Regions from separate parts of the Oryzias latipes genome. Here region 1 is linked to region 2. The links are chromatin contacts, called in public Hi-C maps. All regions are on one chromosome and are shown on one strand. Each heading gives the region's core, a stretch centred on a gene start, on an enhancer-like site or on the middle of the called end of the contact. The rest is flanking DNA. Distances are from core to core; before and after follow the strand shown.

Region 1 (4,686 bases), core at 194-2,693, 270 kb before region 2:
GCTTCTCCGGCTTCTCATACAGAGACACTAAAACTGAAAAACAGTAGAAATGGTGTTTAGACACTGAGATTAAAAATAATAGTGCATTCAAAGCTCAGAAGAAAAAGAGCTCATCAAGAACACTTGGCATCCTGCTCATTTGTTATAACATTTAAATGAATCTAAATTCTGCACAGCACTATTTTGTTTTTAATCATTTGATCAGATAGTTAATTTTGACATTACAAAAACTAAACAACCACAACCTGAACATAAAGTCACCTCTAATTGATTTTTTTATTCCAACAATCTTGACTGAAATAAGTCAAATAGTCATTCCTGATAATTAATTAACTTGATTCAGGTGTGTAAAAGGTGCACAGATGCTTCACACATATACGTTGGAGCAAATAAAAACTAAAAATAAACTGTCAATACAATTATTTTTAAAATCCCAGTCAATGCAATGGATTTTGTTAAATTAAAATAAACACATAAAATAAAACTTAAAAAAAAAAAGTCCTACCACTGGTGAGACTATCAACAACACCGGCTTTCTCCAAATATCTCCGAAACTGCTCTCTTTTTGAGTCCGAGGCCTGTCGAGAGATTAGACAGTTAAAACCCACGTTTAGCCTGCAGCCTATATTTATTTCTATTAAAAATGGTTATTTTGAAGTTTGGTTCAAACTACGCTTCGCCTGTGTTTACGAAATCAACAGTAGAACTCGCTTGCAGTTAGTCACTCTTTTTGCAAACATAAACTAGTAATTCATATATATATTTTTATATGTATGTCAAAGCTTTTAAAGGACTACTTACTCTGTAATGCGCCATTGGGCTGTATCGTTGCTGAAGTTTCCTTCAATGATTAGGAACCGAGTTATTTGGAATGGACGATTTTAACTTTCGTTTTGACGTTTTTCAACTGCTCTGCCTGTGGAGAGATGCTGCCTTCATGGTCTCATGTAAATATACGGCAAAGAGGAACTCTAGTGAAAGGATTCATTACGTAACCTCATTTTTAATGCGGACTTCAGACTTGTTTTTTCCCCTTGTTTTTTTCAAAGCTACTTATTGTTTGATATGACATAAATAAATATATATATTTTTTTACAAACAGAATGACATTCAAAATTTCGGACCAACCATAAAGTCGCCTCCTTACGCCATCTGCTGGCAAAATCGCTTACTACCATAACTATCGTAATTTGTGTTTTGTTCGTGATTTTTAATCGGCGTCACTATAGTTCAACTACCAAAAAAACACAATTGTGGGGGAAAAAACTAAACTTTATTGGTTTTTACGGTGAACATTGTCATATTTCTCGTTTGACTGAGTTCCAAAGAACAAGAATACAAGTCAGGTGACAGGGACGAACCTCAGAAGAGTGACGGGCTTTTTAGCCAATCACATTTTGAGATGCAACACAAAAACCAATAAGCATAGAGGGGTGGGGCAAACTAGCTACTTTTTTCCTCTTTTTTTATTTAGCGAGAGGAAATCCTAAGATAATATATGGAGTCGTTTGTGTTTCCGAGTCGGGTGAATATTTTTTGTCAAACTAGTCACTTTTAAACGTAAGTTACCCATTGTGTGGCACAAGTACGGTGCCAGGGAGTGACAACTTAGGGGGGAAATAGGGGAAGCTCGTGACGTTGGGTCAAAATGTCGATTCAGTACGAGGTGGAACAGCTGCCTGACAGCTATGGGGTGGCGGACTCGTTCCCCAAAGATTTTGGTTATGGTGAGGAGGAGGCTGAAATCGAGGATAGCCCGACGTCATCCGATAGCAAACCTAGAATCTTGCTCATGGGTTTAAGACGAAGCGGCAAGTCATCAATTCAGAAGGTAAGCATTTATTTATTTGTTTTAATTGTAAGTGCTGCTAGCTTTGGGGAGACGCGCGCATCCTCATGTCCAGACAAGTTAGCTAAGATTAGCAAGCTAGTTTGTTGTTTGTGTTGCGCGTGATGATTGCTATCTAATCTGTCGGCGCGTGCTGCATTAAAAACAACAGTTTTACGAAGCTTTCGGCTACCTAGCCTTTAGCATTAGCCGTTAATTATTGACTAAATGGACAGAGGCGCTCTACACAAATGTATTGATACTTTGCTCGTTAGCTAAGCATGGCTTCGTTTTGTTCCACCTAAGTCTTAAGACTCGGAAGCAGTGATCTGTGGGGTTTTCACGTGACACAAACTGACCGCACCTTTCAGTGCTGTCAGCGTCTGGGTAGAAATCTGTGCTGCTCTTATGAAGAGATGACACTCTGTGCATCTAAAGGAGGACACCTGTGCATTATGTTCCTGCACATATATACTTTCAGCTTTTTTCCGATGATGGATGCTATAAAGGAAAAAATGAGCTCAGAGTTTAGTATTTCCTAATTCAGATCGTTGTGAATCACCTGAAGATATAATCAGAAATGCCATTTTGAGCTTAATTTTCTTTTAATCATGAGAAAAATGAGACCAGAACATGCTGAAAACACAGAAAAGACGATTTTCATTGGAGTGAATCTTTGAAGAGCCTCTTGGGTCCATTTCTCACGCAAGTCAGACTTCACAAAAAAGGCACTGATTTGCATTAATATTGTTGTTACTATTATGATAAATAGAAACAAACTGTTATTTGAATAAATAAAACACAAACATGAAGAAAAAATATCGTTATTAAAAATATGACATAAGTACATTTTAAAATAAAAGACACCATGTACCATATAGTATCATTTCTATGGAGCAAATTTATTAGTAAGTAGTGTAAAATCAGCAGTAAAAAATAAATAAATAGACGATTTGTTATGATTACTGGTTCATCTTACCTAAAAATGTGTAAATCAGAAGTAACTAAGTGAGCCTTACTGTATTTTTCTGATCATAAGGCAAACTTAAAATCCTTCAATTTTTCAACAGTAAGATAAGAAACCTGCCTTATAATCCATCACGTCTCACGAGTTCTGGCTGCCTTTGCTGATCTCCTATTGATTTTCTGTGACACACAACGCTCCAAAATCTGTCAAAAATGTTTTAGTACAACTTTGGTGAACTACGAATGCGGACCGCTTGATTGATTGTTGCAGCATTGAGACTTTTGTTGTAATGAGCCTCGTGGAGTAAAAAGAAATGTTCTATAACTGTTTGTGAATGAGTTTAATAAAGTTGGACTTATTTTGTTTAGGTTTTGAAGCCTGGGGGGTTGCCGACCCCTGGTTCGGATGCTGTTTTACCTTGTTTAAATAGAAAATCCCTATTTCTACATGGAGCTCTCCAGGAACATTTTCTGCTCGTTTGCTTGTGTCTCCAGTCTGTTCTTCCAGTAAATCTGCAGTTTGAGCTGAGAACCATGTGATTTGGCTTTTTGTTAGTTCATTGACCTGTGACCTTTGTAGCTCACACAGCACTTTAGAATAACACCCATTCTTCACCTGTTATTTCCCAGCATTCTATTATTCAAGCCTGATCAAAACTATCAGAGAGAAATTTTAATTTTGATTTGGCTGCTGGACAGTTTGAATGTAGAAAGTGTTGAGTCAGCGCAGATTAGTGCCTCTGCAGCGATTTGCTCTTTTACCTCCTGCTCAACATGTGACATCTGGATGATATGTCCATGACAAACACGTAAAAAAAAGCCCATTTGAACCTTTCTTTACAGTTTGCTGATTAAAAGTATGACAAGAAATCCTTAGGATGGGAAGATAGAAGTTGTGATTGGATAGGGAATTATAGAAAATGCTTGGTAACCATTCAAACAGTTGGTAACTAACAAAATGATTAAAAACAATAAAACATTTTTTCTAAAACCTTTTTTCATCCAAACCCTAAAACATTTCTGTGTGATGCATTAAAGCTCTTATTGTGTAAGGTTTGCACACCCCAATCGTCTGTAGATGTCCTTAAAATTGAAAAATGAAGCCGAAAACAAAGGAGAACTTTTAAAAATCCAAAACATTAGTCCACTACTATAGAGTGAGCTTCAGACTCAAAGCAAAAAGCAGAATATTGACGTGTTCATGGGCGAATCTTTAGAGCTCACTGAGTATAATCAATATTCTGTAAGCTTCCTCTCCTTTTGCTCGGCTCCAACCTTTGGACTGCAGTTTGGAAAGATGAGATGAAAGTGGTAACAAAATGTAACTTTCAGTTCTTTTTGCTCCTAATTTTTCCACGTTACACGTTTCCTTCCTGTAGTTGCTCTGCCTCAAGGAGATTCATATTTTTATTCTCACAATATTCTGTTTTCCTGAGTGTGATCCATCAACATGGCAGCACTGATTTGATTTGATTTCATGCCTGGTCTATTTTTAAAATATACAGAATGCACATTCCTCCCATCCACTGTTTTCTTTTGATTCTCATTTCAGGTGGTTTTCCACAAAATGTCCCCCAACGAGACCTTGTTTCTGGAGAGCACCAACAAGATCTACAAGGATGACATCTCCAGCAGCTCTTTTGTCAACTTCCAGATCTGGGACTTCCCCGGTCAGGTGGACTTCTTTGACCCCACTTTCGACTATGAGATGATCTTTCGAGGAACCGGGGCTCTAATATTTGTCATCGATGCTCAGGTAAGACGGAGACGTAACTTTACCCGAATCCATTTCTGAGTTGTCAGCTGCAATATTATGAGTTGGGGTCAGGAACGTTTGGGGTTTAATAGGACAACTGCAAACACTGTTTGTACATTTTCTTGCTACAGGTACA
Region 2 (4,788 bases), core at 1,845-4,344:
TCCTTTTCTTCTTTGACCAACAATTGTCTAGTTACAACTCTCTGTAGGTCTACAGCACTGGTGGTGGTTGTTGTTAACCTAGGCCAAAGATGCAGAATAGCTCCAACCCTTTGTTTTAATTGTCGACCTGGTTGTTTGTCATTCGTCACATAATCATAAAAATATTTCTATACTCCTTTTTTTATTTTTTATTTTTTTTTACAAATTATTGGCCTCTTTCTCTTTAATGACTTTATTTTACTTTTTTGAAAGAAAAAAATGAAGCTACCAAACCTGTTTTTATATACAAAGACAAAAGTCCCCTTGCAGCCATTTATAATCCACAATCTAAAAAATTGCAGAAGAGGCCCCTTTCCCCCCCCCCCCCCCCCCCCCCCCACACACACACACACACACACAGGTCCCTGCCTACTAGTAGCCCTCTAATCACTTGCCTGCAACTGATGCTGAGGCAGAGATGCTGAATGTTAGAGGATGTGACATAACAATTGAGGGAGAAGTGAAAAGAAAGAAAGGAGAGAGGGATCGCTAAAGGCACAATCTTGGAAATCAAATCCACCTTGAGCTGCATCCGACACAGATTAAATGAGAACATTCAAAGGTGACACTACAGTTGCTGCTGAAACATGTTCATTGTATTTTTATGGCCATGAAAACTTCAGCTGCACTTCTAAGAAACTTTATTCATGTTTTTGTTTTTCTTGAATCTATTTTTTTTCAACCGTAACGTAACGTTTTCCAGTTGTCCCTCTTCTCCTCCAACTCGTTAGAAACATTAGAAATGCTGATGCCGGCAGGAACCGCACATTTTGCTTCGTTCTGAGGAATATCTTTGTTCTGCTTCCAATACAAAAAGGAGGAGATTTAAATATTGCTCCTCTGGAGTTTGCCTGTGTGAAGAAGAGCAGAGGATCTGTGCATCTGAGGTTGGTTGTGCACACAAAAGAACGCTATACGATGTAGGGTTATATGTATGTGTGCATGACTTTGTATGTTCCCAGCGGGTATTTTTGTTCCTTGTGGGGAGTACGGTTAAAGTGAACAATAGGCAGAAATGCAGTGCTCCTTGTTTTGCATCAAACTACAGAATTCAAACAAAGGGCAGAGTTCCTATTTGTAGATGAAAAAGAACTTTGCCATCATGAAATACGGTGTCTTAAAAGTTTTTTTTAGTTTTGTTACCAAGGTCATATAAAAATGCATTAGATACAGAAACAGTGAAGAAAACATTGTAGAAGTAAATAGAAGGTGGGGAACCGAAAACAAAAAAAGGAAGGGTGCACTGATTCCAGCTTGCCTTCCTCATTAGCCATGCAGAGCATCTTGGCTCGTCTCCCACACCTCCCAGCTCATCATCGCCTGGGCCCTGACTTCCAGCGCGCCCCAACCTCCATGATTCCATCCCTCCTGCCTCATCCTCCAATCCCTCCTTTGCACACCCCCACCCCCTTCCAGCCCCTATAATCACACCCGCAATCACAGTCCCTAATTAGGTTAATTAATTTGTATCAGCCCTTGTAGGGACTTGGCTGATGAGGCAGCTATAATAGCGTCAGTGCGACTTTCCTGCAAATAAAAGGAGGGAGATGTGATGCAAGTCTGTCTTTGGCAGCACAGCTCCACAAACCATGAGGTCACATTTGTTTACCCCACCCCCAAAATTTCTCTTTCACTTCATCTTTTCTCTCCTCTACACCAGCTCATCACCCCCCCCCCCATTCTTGTCATTTAATATGGGTGGAACTGACACCTAAACAAGTGATATATATATATATATAACCCATTGTGACACCATATATCACCGCAGCCACTGGAAAGAAAACAGTCTGCAAAATGATAATTGAGTCTGCACCCTGCTAATAATACATCACCCCACATTTTAAAGTGTGGCGCTCTGCTTGTTTGTTTACACTTCTATGGCCTGTAGTGGCATTGCAGAAGTGGGACAAACAAAAAAACTGCATGATAATGACTCCCGTGCCAGTTTGTCTTTGTAGTCGTCGGAGACAAGTGATCGAAGCATCACATTACAATCAGCAGCCCTCGTCGCCCCTCATCAGGCCACTGACGAACAAACTCTGATTAACACCCCCATCTGATTACTGCAATCACCCAGGCTACCCATGCACGAGCCCCGTCCCCCACAAGGAGATTTGCAGCAGGCATGCACACACAAAACAGCCCTCATCATGGCTTGTCACAGAGTTAACATAAGAGAAGTTTTGGTTAGAAAAACAACACAATTTTAGTCTGAAACAGCACATGGCAGAACAAGAAAGTGTTTGTGTGACAGTTACTGTGGGTTAGCATCTGGGATAGAGTTTAACTAATTCTGACGGTGGTCAAAAATCACATCTTACAACATCTAACGTGTGGGCACCTCCAGATTTTCTGAACCCCTTCAATTGTGCTCCAAGCAGACACATGCATAAATATACATACACACAATCCCAGGCAGACAATGACACAAGGGAGCCTCGTGACAAGGACAGATCCGGTAGTTAAGACGTAATGAACACGTCCCCAAGGCATGCGCCTGGCATTCCCCGGAATGATGGACTGACAGTAATACTGGGGCAGATGGGTGCGCTTCACGCCCCGCTCAACACCACACATACACAAACGTGTACACACCCTCCCCCCGGTATATCCTGGCCCTCTCCCCAGCATAGTTACCCCCTGTAGATACAATGGGGAGGTGGGCGTCATAGCGGGGGGTGTATGTATGTGTGTGTGTGCACCTAGAGGTGGGGTGCACAAGTTTAAGGCCCCTATCATGATTTAGGCTTTCATGCAAATTTAATCAATTCAAGTACCTCTCACCAGCCAGGGCTCATTAGCAGCAATTTTTAAAGGAGTCTCTGTGATCTCCACCTCATTCCAAGAACCAGACTTTCAACTCGGGCACACATGGATACTCACACAAACATGCCGGTGTACACACAGATATCCAAATACTTGCACAAAAAAGGCACGCACGTCACGGCTACTGTCAAGCCTGCAAAGATTTTCTTTCAGACATCTTCCCCCTGGCATGGAGAGACAGCCCTTTCGACCCCCCCTTTTCTGTCCCTCCTCTCGTACCACTACTTCAAAGTCCCATGACACCCCGCTTCAAGTAAAAGGAGAGGAGGATCCACAGATAAAGACTACCTCTCATCCACCTCAACCTTCACATTTGGCGATACCCTCCCAACACTAAGCCCCCAGGGCAAAGCCTCTCGTTCCCCACCTCTCTGTAATTGGCGGATCGATTAGCACTGTCCTTAACCATCCTTAACCTGGATCTGTATGCAGGGCAAGCTGGTAAATGAGCTAGGCGGAGGTGTTGCACTTGTGGTTTTGTGATGCAATACAAAGATAAAATCATGATGGGAGGATTTATCTCCTTTATATTTAAAATAAAAAAGAGCTTTACTGCTCATAAAATCACTAAGAAAAACATAACCATAATTTAAGGATTTTTTTAACTGATTCTACTTTTTACATATTTCTATTAACCAAACCCAAAACAAAGAGCTTTTGTATTGTTCTTCCTCTTAACCAGGCTACACTGTGGAAGTTAGGAAAGATCAGGGTCAGTGTTGCACCCTGCAGCTGTGTTACTGCCACCCAGTCCTCCACATCCACCCCCCCCCCCTCTTCCAATTGCAAAAGTGACTATTCGTTAACAAACTTCAAGGGCCATTAACTCTGGAGATGGCATACAGGGGGGGGCAGGATGCCCTGCACAAGAAGTCAAATGAATTATGAGGCTTTTGACAATAGAGGAATGCCTGTCTATATCTTTAAAATCAGAGGGTCACCCCATTGCCCGCCCCGGCACTAAAGCTGCGTTGCTGGGGGGGTGAATGAAAGGAAAGCTTGAGGAAGAACAGTGGTTTGTCTGTGCTCGGGCCACATAGTCATGTAAGGGTCCCGGAACTGCGCACACAGTGTTTTGACCCCTGGGCTCTCCTCAGCGACCTACACCCCCTCCGCTTATGGACTTGTGGGCCTCGGGGTCCTGGTAAACGTCGTTCTCTCAGCTTTGTGACGCAGTAACGGAGGGTGGGGGAGTGGGTGAGAGGAACGAGGGAGAGCTGATTCAGGATGTTATTCACTCGTGTACACAGACTGTGATGCATTTCTTCAATACTGAAATGTCACATGCATGCATTATATTAGATAAGCTTTAGTTCCGTTCATCTGTTGGCGTTCTTCATGACAATTAAATTAGGTTCTCACATTTTTATTTTGATTGTTAAATTGGAAGCAAGAGTAGATGGACTAGATGGACATTGGTGTGGACCTCACCTCCTGCTCAGATCAGCTGCGTTCAAGCCAAGGCCTCCTTCTCACTCCACCCTTCCACTGCATTTATCCAGTTGCTCTCCCCTTTCTCTTCTGTCAGGGTCTCCCAGGAGAAGCTGATGGATGGCTTCCGTTTATGAAGCTGCTGCCACCACAATAATCAATCAAGCCTGGGTCACTCTGATCTGCCGTTTGGCATCATGTCTCATGTCTCTTCCACACTACAGGTCAAAGAAACCATGCACACATAGGCTGACATGGAGCCTTAGGTGAAACTCATGGATGGGTTCCTATTAAAGGCAGCGTATCGCTGCTGGTTACTTGTTTGCTGCAACAGCTTCTGCAGAACTAGAGGTTTTAATTATTCCATTCTTGCAGCCGTTTTTATAACGAGTTTTTAAAAAAGGTGATAAAACAAAAGTCCTCTGCTAAGGATATGCATTGAAAGTCAAAAGAATTTGTGGAAACAGGAAGACGCAGATGTGTGGTCAACAT

The links. Hi-C and Micro-C count contacts between places; a contact is called where the count stands out from the background.
Region 1: a contact with region 2 is called in a Hi-C map of embryo, with 2.4 times the contacts expected there. The contact joins the promoter of rragc here to the enhancer-like site in region 2. A contact is called at or near these places in 2 of 5 Hi-C or Micro-C datasets (embryo and fibroblasts).

The regions. Positions count from the first base shown.
Region 1 is chr16:24,030,307-24,034,992 of ASM223467v1, reverse strand. It overlaps rragc (ras-related GTP-binding protein C), which reads left to right and starts at 1,443. Exons shown (of 7, transcript XM_004078441.4): 1 at 1,443-1,831; 2 at 4,347-4,550. The coding sequence starts at 1,649. It overlaps LOC101175507 (c-Myc-binding protein), which reads right to left and starts at 942. Exons shown (of 5, transcript XM_004078304.4): 1 at 802-942; 2 at 506-578; 3 at 1-33. The coding sequence starts at 816.
Region 2 is chr16:23,758,512-23,763,299 of ASM223467v1, reverse strand. No RefSeq gene overlaps it. Among protein-coding and RNA genes, the nearest start is that of utp11, 10 kb to the right of the region's middle. Within about 2 kb of position 3,094, at least 4 of the 8 cell types and tissues checked have an H3K27ac peak or open chromatin away from gene starts, as enhancers often do. A contact at or near this core is called in embryo, where this site is marked.